Regions from separate parts of the Sus scrofa genome. Here region 1 is linked to region 2. The links are chromatin contacts, called in public Hi-C maps. All regions are on one chromosome and are shown on one strand. Each heading gives the region's core, a stretch centred on a gene start, on an enhancer-like site or on the middle of the called end of the contact. The rest is flanking DNA. Distances are from core to core; before and after follow the strand shown.

Region 1 (4,634 bases), core at 1,076-3,575, 70 kb before region 2:
AACGGAACATAAGAGGCAAAGCCTTGCTTTTATTTATCTTTCTATTTTCCCAGTCATCTTCTAACTAAAGATGACTATAATTCCAGTCATATTTAACAAACTTATTAACAGGTTGTTAAAAAGTTATCATTGTTATTGCTAATTAAAGAGATGGGCTTAAGAAGGAGCTGGGATTAGAAATCATTGCCATATAATAAATGTTTAGTAAAAAAATATATTTTCACAACAGACTCATTATTTCAGATTTTTTTCAGACTCAAAAAAATTACTGTGAAATAATATATACCTACGTTTTACTGATTTCTCCAAGAATCCCTGCACATGAAAATTAGTGTGTGTGATTTATCTATGTAATAATACACGTATTGCAAAACTTTACGACAAGATACTGGTGTTAGATACATGTGCCCTCTGTTCGAGGAGCCCAGAAACTTCATTTGTGTCAAACAGGGTACAGTACCAAATACCTGGTCATATAATCAGAAAATATTTTTCTACATTTCCACTAATGTTCTTTAGTCTCTGGGGCTGAAGTGGTCAAGATTTTGTTACAAGGCACTATAAGAATAATGGCTCTGGTACAGCAGTCTTCCTCTAAGAAGAAAATAGCTGCGTTTGTTATTTTAAAATCTGCATTGGCCAAAATAATTTCTGCTTAAAACCATAATGATGAAGCTGGGAAGTATGAAATTTTCAATATCCCCACCAAAATCGGTTTGCAATCTTGTTTTGAATTTGATATATCTTATTATGATGAAATTCTTAATGGTTTTAATTTATTTGGCTTATGATTTTAATTATACATTCATTTTTATAACAGCTTGCAACTGTTTAGAATTTCATCACGATGGCAAGCAAGAATATGTGTATCCCTTAATAACATTTGTTTGTTATTTTTAATAACTTCTTGAAACTCTTAATCAGAAAGGAGTTATAGAACAAAGAACTCCAACAATGACCATAACATGAGGAACTGATTTTGCACTCTGCAAATACGCTGAAGGATGAGACCAGCAAAAACAGGGTGGTGCTTCAATAGACGCCCTTCTCTAAAAACAACAGCTGGATGTGCCTGTTGCTACCAGAGGGGGAGGGTAAGGATGGAAGAAACATATTTTTTCAGTGTTGGAAAGTTTTCAGTGAAATCATGATGTCACCAGGATATGTTTTGTCTGTGACTATAATTTGCATAAGTTCCTTCCCATGAAACTATGAAAAATACAAAGGAATGTCTTATGGTACATTTTGTGTCTAGGGTGCCAATACTTTTAAGAGTCCATGAAGAAGATATCATGTATGAAGAATTTGGTTTGTAAATTCTTTCCTATTCTCAAAGGAAGAATAAGAAAGAAAAGAAACAGGACTTGCAAATGCTACAACTTCACATTATACTCATAGAAGGACTGGGATTGTTTTGCATTCCTAATCATTGACTAATATTTTAACTTTGTACTACATACTCTGGAGGAGAGGATCCTCATTTTCTTTCATATTTATGTCTTAAGATATCTACTCATTTTTTTATTCTTCCTGTTATAATTACTTCAGACATTTTATCAAATTCCTGTCTTTGAAAGATTTTAATCATCAAACAAAACGTATTTAGAACACATTTTTAGAGATATTTTGATATCAAGTTAAGGAGTATCTTGATGCAGAGCAGAGATATTCAAGTACCAAATAAATGTCTGGAAATCAACAGCCATTGAGCTTTAAGTGTTCTATACAGGAATTTGAGCACTATGTGCACGATTCAAATTGGCTCATCAGTCCCTATATAAATTCCAGGATATAAATAACATGATGGGAAGAAGGGTGGAGGCAGGAGAAATGGGTAAGTTAGAGATGGATATGACAGATCCCTCAATACTTTTGTAAATTTAATATTGAAAATATTTAGTTTTACATTTATTGATGCCCTTATTTTCTAGTTATGACTGAAAGGTATTTGAGCAAATACTCCCACTGAAAACAAGTAACAAGTTATATATATACATATATATATATGTTTATATATATATATAAATACACACATGCACACACATATATATTTACATCATTACAAAATCAAATAATCAAAAACATAAGAAGACTTCTCAGGACAACTTCTAGCCAAAAGCAAGAACCTAGAGCAGTAAGACAATGACTGAAGCCACTTTTATCCTTGAAGGCCTTTGCTGAATGAGGCAAACTTGACCTTCAGTTTTGAGGTCTGTACTGGGACATAAAGGGCTAAATTCAAGGCTCAGTATCTGCCTAGAGTGGAGAGTCAGGGGCAGTCCAGTCCTCAAGTGGAAGCAGCCAAAAGTTGTATCCTCTGAATAAGAATGAAGAGGAATTAAGCTATCCCCTTTCCTGTTTACTCCCAGAAGAATTCAAAGAAATGTGCCTAAACCCTGAGCCAAACTAGAGGGAAACCTTCCTGAGAAGTTGTAACCATGCATCATCTCTATCATGGATCTGCAGCACCAGTTAATACTACCGGTATTATCATACACAGCTGAAACTGAATTTAACTTTAAATGATTCTTTAATCATTAAAATGATTGGTAGTATTCTCCATTACTTGGTAGGAACAATACTGAATACTTTCTGGAAGAATCTACTTTCATCTCAGACTTAAAAATTGTCAAAAATTTTCAAAAAGAAAAGCATCCATATAATCAAAAATGAGCAAATATACATGGAAAAAAATTCACATGAGCAGAACAAATGGAAAAAACAGACAATACAAAGATATTTACAAAACAATCAAACAAAAACAACCCTCCTATCTTTGAAGCAAATATGAGGAAAAAAAAGACCTCTGAGTCTTACTCTCCTTGTACTCTCTGGCAGAATATAATCATAGTATTGCTCCTTTCCATCACATTGTTTAGTCATTTCTTGATTTACAAAGATCCCCCAGTCCTGAAAGAATAAAACTGACTAAGGGACTCATTATTTTCTCCTTGAGGAATATAGTGGGACAAAAAGAGGTATGAGGAGCCTTTTGAATTTATAACACAGGAATTCAACTGTGAACTTGTAACTATTAGATTGAACCACATAAAATGCCATTTTTCTATGGTCAGCAACTATCCAATGTACATCAGTAATCTCATAAGGTTTAGTCTAAAGAAAAGTACCTAAACCTTGAGCCAAGCTAGAGCGAAACCTTCCTGAGAAGTTGTAGTTGAGTAAGCTGCTGTTTCAAAGAGACCTTAAATACAGGAGAATCAAATACTATCATTTTAATTCTCTCACAAGTAAGTCAAGATGTGTTCAGCCTGTGGTTGGTGGAGTGACTCTTTTATTCTCAACATGCCTTTCAAGTTTGCTTTAATTTTCCCCACTTCTTAGCCATGAAGCAGAGAGAAAGATGAGGTCCAGGGTAGGTATCTTTCTTCAAAAGAGATAACACAGAAGTTGAGCTCATCTCATTTGCTTAAATTCCAACAGCCTGAAATTAGTCAAACATGACCACCTTTAATTTTAAAGTTCATGTTCTCAGGAATTCTCTCATCCTGTGTTCTTCTTTCTTGAAGTTTCTGTTCTGGTTAATGTTTGTTTGGTTATAATCCTTTGTCTAGTAATTGCTGCCAACAGAGCACACCTTTTTTTATGTTTCTGATCCTTGCATTTCTTTCTTTTTCTTTTTTTTGGACACGTAAATGATCGATTCCCTTCTTAATTCCTATGTAGTAGAGGAGAAGTTCAATGCTAAATGTCTTTGTTTTTTTTTTTCCTTGCAAATAACCACTTCTTCTGTTTGGAGGCTTATTAAGATGCCTCCTTGGAATTCAGGAATTTTTATCAGGATATATGTATTAACATGTGTTTCCTGATAAGCTCTTCCAGTCTGGAAATTCAAGTCTTTGCTTGAGAAAATTTTAAATGTTTCTGGTTTAATGATCTCCTTTCCCAGCATTTATTGTTTTTCCTCTTTCTGGAACTTCAATTTTCCCATGTTCGGCTTCCTTGCAGGATGAGGGGTCCTATAGCTGAGACCTTCTAGAAATCGCTGGGTAACTGCACAATATTCGAGATGGTAATCAGATCAAGCTGTGTTAGGCTGTGCAGGTTGCGAACATGCCTGGCAAGTGTTTCAAGCCAGAGTTTTGAGTATGGTCCTGTAACAATCATACTGTACACTGTATACCTCAAGACTAATGAAGTGCACCTGACCCAGGTGAGGAGGTCTCTAGCAAGTTTCCAGACAAGGTTCTGTTCTGGAGGACTTTAGGCTTATGTGTAACAGCACAGTCTTAGAAGAGTACAGGTATGCTCTCAGCCTGATATAAACTTGATTGACTTGGATACTATTAAATGCAACTGTGTAGGTTTTACTAAGACCTTTGGAGGCCAGGAGATTTGCATCTTTCCCCAGAGAATGTTTCTTTCTCTTCTCTGTATACTCTCACTCTTCTCATGTTCTTCTGAATCCTTTAGGTGGGCACAACTTATTTGACTTACCCAAGCAGTTTTGGCTCTGATCTTTCTGTCAATTATACCACTTGTGAATATTTATCAATATAGTTAATAGTCATGCTCTCTTGAGTCTGTCATCCAGTTCTCATATCTTTTCATAATTTTGCCATATAGTTGTATTTCCTCTGTGTTATTAGATCTTTCCTCACTTAATCGTTTAGTTT
Region 2 (4,209 bases), core at 1,507-4,006:
AACCTTAACATAATAATAAAAGCCATTTATGACAAACCCACAGCAAACATAATACTCAGTGGAGAAAAGCTGAAAGTCTTCCCACTAAAATCTGGAACAAGACAAGGATGCCCACTCTCACCACTTTTATTCAACACAGTATTGGAAGTCCTAGCCACAGCAATCAGACGAACAAAAGAAATAAAAGGTATCCAAATTGGAAGAGAAGAGGTAAAATTATCACTGTATGCAGATGACATGATACTACATATAGAAAACCCTAAGGACTCAACCCAAAAACTACTCAAACTGATCAACAAATTCAGCAAAGTAGCAGGATATAAGATTAACATCCAAAAATCAGTCGCATTTCTGTATACTAACAATGGCATATTAGAAAAGGAATACAAAAATACAATACCTTTTAAGATCACACCCCCCCCAAAATAAAATACCTTGGAATAAACCTGACCAAGGAGCAGAAAGACTTACATGCTGAGAACTATAAAACATTAATCAAGGAAATTAAAGAGGATTCAAAGAAATGGAAAGGTATTCCATGTTCCTGGATTGGAAAAATGAATATTGCAAAAATGGCCATACTACCCAAAGCAATCTACAGATTCAATGCAATCCCTATCAAATTACTCATGGCATTTTTCACAGAACTAGAACAAACAATCCAAAAATTTATATGGAACAACAAAAGACCCAGAATTGCCAAAGCAATCCTGAGGAACAAAAACCAAGCAGGAGGCATAACTCTCCAGACTCAGGCACTATTCCAAAGCCACAGTCATCAAGACAGTGTGGTACTGGTACCAAAACAAACAAACAGACCAATGGAACAGAAGAGAGAACCCAGAAATAAACCCAGACACCTTCAGTCAATTAATCTTTGACAAGGGAGGCAAGAACATAAAATGGGAAAAAGAATGTCTTTTCAGCAAGTGGTGCTGGGAAAAGTGGACAGCTGCATGTAAATCAATGAAACTGGAACACACCCTTACACCATGCCCGAGAAAAACTCAAAATGGCTTAAAGACTTAAATATAAGACAAGATACCACCAAACTCCTAGAAGAGAACATAGGCAAAACACTCTCTGACATCAACATCATGAATATTTTCTCAGGTCAGTCTCCCAAAGCAAGAGAAATAAGAACAAAAATAAACCAATGGGACCTAATCATACTGACAAGCTTTTGCACAGCAAAGGAAACCATAAAAAAAAACCCAAAAAGACAAGTTACAGAATGGGAGAAAATCGTTGTAAACGATGCAACTGACAAGACCTTAATCTCTAAAATATATAAACAACTTATACAACTAAACAGCAAAAAAGCCAACAACCCAATGGAAAAATAGGCAAAAGACATGAATAGACATTGCTCCAAAGAAGATATGAAGATGGCCAAAAGCACATGAAAATATGCTCCACATCACTGATTATTAGGTAAATGCAAATCAAAACTACCATGAGATGAAGTACTACCTCTCACCGGTCAGAATGGCCATCATTAATAAGTCCACAAATAACAAGTGCTAGAGAGAGTGTGGAGAAAAGGGAACCCTCCTGCACCGTTGGTGGGAATGTCAATTGGTACAACCACTATGGTAAACAGTATGGAGGTATCTTAGAAAACTACACATAGAACTACCATATGACCCAGCGATCTCACTCTTGCGCATATATTCGGACAAAACTGTCCTTGAAAAAGACACATGCATCCACATGTTCATTGCAGCACTAGTCACAATAGCCAAGACATGGAAACAACCTAAATGTCCATTGATAGATCAATGGATTAAGAAGATGAGGCGTGTATACACAATGGAATACTACTCAGACATTAAAAAACACAACAATGCCATTTGCAGCAACATGGATGGGACTAGAGACTCTCATCCTGAGTGAAGTAAGTCAGAAAGAGAAAGACAAATACCATATGGTATCACCTGTATCTGGAATCTAATATATGGCACATATGAACCTTCCCACAGAAAAGAAAATCATGGACATTGAGAACAAACTTGTGGTTGCCAAGGGGGAGGGGGAGGGAGTGGGATGGACTGGGAATTTGGGGTTAATAGATGCAGACTATTGCCTTTGGAATGGATACGCAATGAGATCTTGCTCTATAGCACTGGGAACTATATCTAGTCACTTATGATGGAGCATGATAATGTGAGAAAAAAGAATGTATAGATGTATGTGTGACTGCGTCACCTTGCTGTACAGCAGAAAATTGACAGAACACTGTAAACCAATAATAATGGAAAAAATAAAAATCATTTAAAAATAAAATAAAATAAAATATTAAAGTTAAGAATCTGAGAAATACTTAAATGATACCCTAAAAATTTCCCTTCCCTTCCAGTGAAAAATGTAATGGTTTTATTTTGCTATAACACGTCCTATTTTCTTAAGTCTTAGCAAAGACTTTCTTATTTCCAAATTCTTTAGTGCTCTGAGTTTTAATGACATTATCATTTTGTATCTGTGATATGATCACTAACCTTAGGTAGCTCATAGAAACTGTTATTCACTTCTTGCTTCATAACACTCTGGGTACAATATGTACCAACAATTTTTTTCTCTGTTTTCCTTCCTGAAGCTGATCTGATATTAAAGTGTTGGCTTTAATATGTTTCCACTTCAGTCTAAAATAGATAATTTAAGAAATCCAGAAAGCAGAGGCTGCCAAAGCTCACTGTTTCCTCAAACCAGATTGCTATTTTACTTCTTTCATTGTGAGAAAACCCAGGCCTACAGAACTTGCCCCACCTCTTCCTCAGAGTAAATAGCTCTGTCTCTGATCCAGTGACTTCACGGAGGAAGTGCTCCATGTTAAAGGCATCATTCAATTTCACTTATTTTATTGTTTTTTTTTTAAATTTTATTGCTTTCACATCTGGATGGCACAGCTTTCATGTGGTATTAAAAATATGCTTTCAAAAATGTGTCCCAGAAGAACATCCTGTTTGTCTTTTGATTTAAATTTCTGTTTAGTAAACCTTTGTGCTTTGGATGTAGTGAGGAGTATTTAAAGCCAAACTCCCTAACCACTTCCTCAGACATAATAACTTCCCTGTGCATTCCTCCCTTACTCACTTTCCCTCTGCTAAATTAATACTATCAGACACATTTTCAGGAATATTAAAGAGCATTACCCCTTCTTTCAATGATAAAAAATCTGTGTTTAAAACATTATAGTTCTGAAAGCTCTTTCCACAAAATGTCTGTTTTACATGCTATACCATTAGGAAACATGAAAATATTCCCATCAGGGACTGGTAGAAAATAAAAACAATTTTTGAATTATGAGATACTTGCTTTTGAGAAACATAAGTGCTTTTTCAAAAATAGTTTAGTAACTGTATTTTTCTGTTCAGAATTAGAAAAGAAATATGGTTAAACTATTTTTTCAGCCTTTTCTTCAAATTGGTCATAGAAATCTTACCACTGATTAATAGATTTACTTGACATATTGCATACAATTATTTTTAAAATAACTATTGTTTAAGCCAATTTTTTGAAGCAAAGAAATTTGGTTGTTCTTGGCTTTGCTTACTTGGGGGTATGTTCTCCCCAAATCCACACATATAATTTCCTTTGCCATTAAAAGGGGTTATGAACACACATCTGAAGGAGAATTGACCACTATATTTTTGATGTTCTAAAGGCAACTAAAGCATAAACCTCTTGCTTCCTTTCTGATCCCAGCCCTTTTCAATGAGAACAATGCTTATTCAAGATTTCCTAGGGGGATTTTGTGGTTTGAGGTTTTAATAATTTAGGCTAAAATTCAAATAGGAACCACAGCTGCTTGGATAAGATTCTTAGACTTCTTTATTTGAACTGCAGAAAACTTACCAGAATTTTTAAATATTATGAGCAATATCTGATATGTAAGAATGACATACAGTAGCTTTGTTTCAGATTTAAGAATATCTATATGCCTGCAAATAGTATGAAGATAAAATATGTATTTTCCTTAACCGCTTGCGAATGTATGTTTTAAAGGATTTGGCTTTTAAAAAAGTAACAAACATTACTGTTCTAAATCAATAAAGTGAACCTAGTGAGAATATATATTTCTCTTTGAAATTCTCACCTTGTTCATGCATTATTTTTTGATCTTGGTGAGGATATTTATGATTGTTAGTTTGAATTCTCTATCAGGTAAATCACCTCCATTTCATTAAGATCTGTTTCTTAAGATTCATC

Evidence for each region. Hi-C and Micro-C count contacts between places; a contact is called where the count stands out from the background.
Region 1: a Hi-C map of mesenteric adipose tissue shows a contact between it and region 2, with 1.7 times the contacts expected there. The contact joins two enhancer-like sites. A contact is called at or near these places in 4 of 47 Hi-C or Micro-C datasets (fetal liver, heart right ventricle, mesenteric adipose tissue and 1 more) and 1 of 2 datasets of contacts at active chromatin or transcription factors (skeletal muscle).

The regions. Positions count from the first base shown.
Region 1 is chr8:100,370,357-100,374,990 of Sscrofa11.1, reverse strand. No RefSeq gene overlaps it. Among named protein-coding and RNA genes, the nearest start is that of SPRY1, 490 kb to the left of the region's middle. Within about 2 kb of position 2,325, at least 9 of the 83 cell types and tissues checked have an H3K27ac peak or open chromatin away from gene starts, as enhancers often do. A contact at or near this core is called in mesenteric adipose tissue, where this site is marked.
Region 2 is chr8:100,301,283-100,305,491 of Sscrofa11.1, reverse strand. No RefSeq gene overlaps it. Among named protein-coding and RNA genes, the nearest start is that of ANKRD50, 520 kb to the right of the region's middle. Within about 2 kb of position 2,756, at least 4 of the 83 cell types and tissues checked have an H3K27ac peak or open chromatin away from gene starts, as enhancers often do. A contact at or near this core is called in mesenteric adipose tissue, where this site is marked.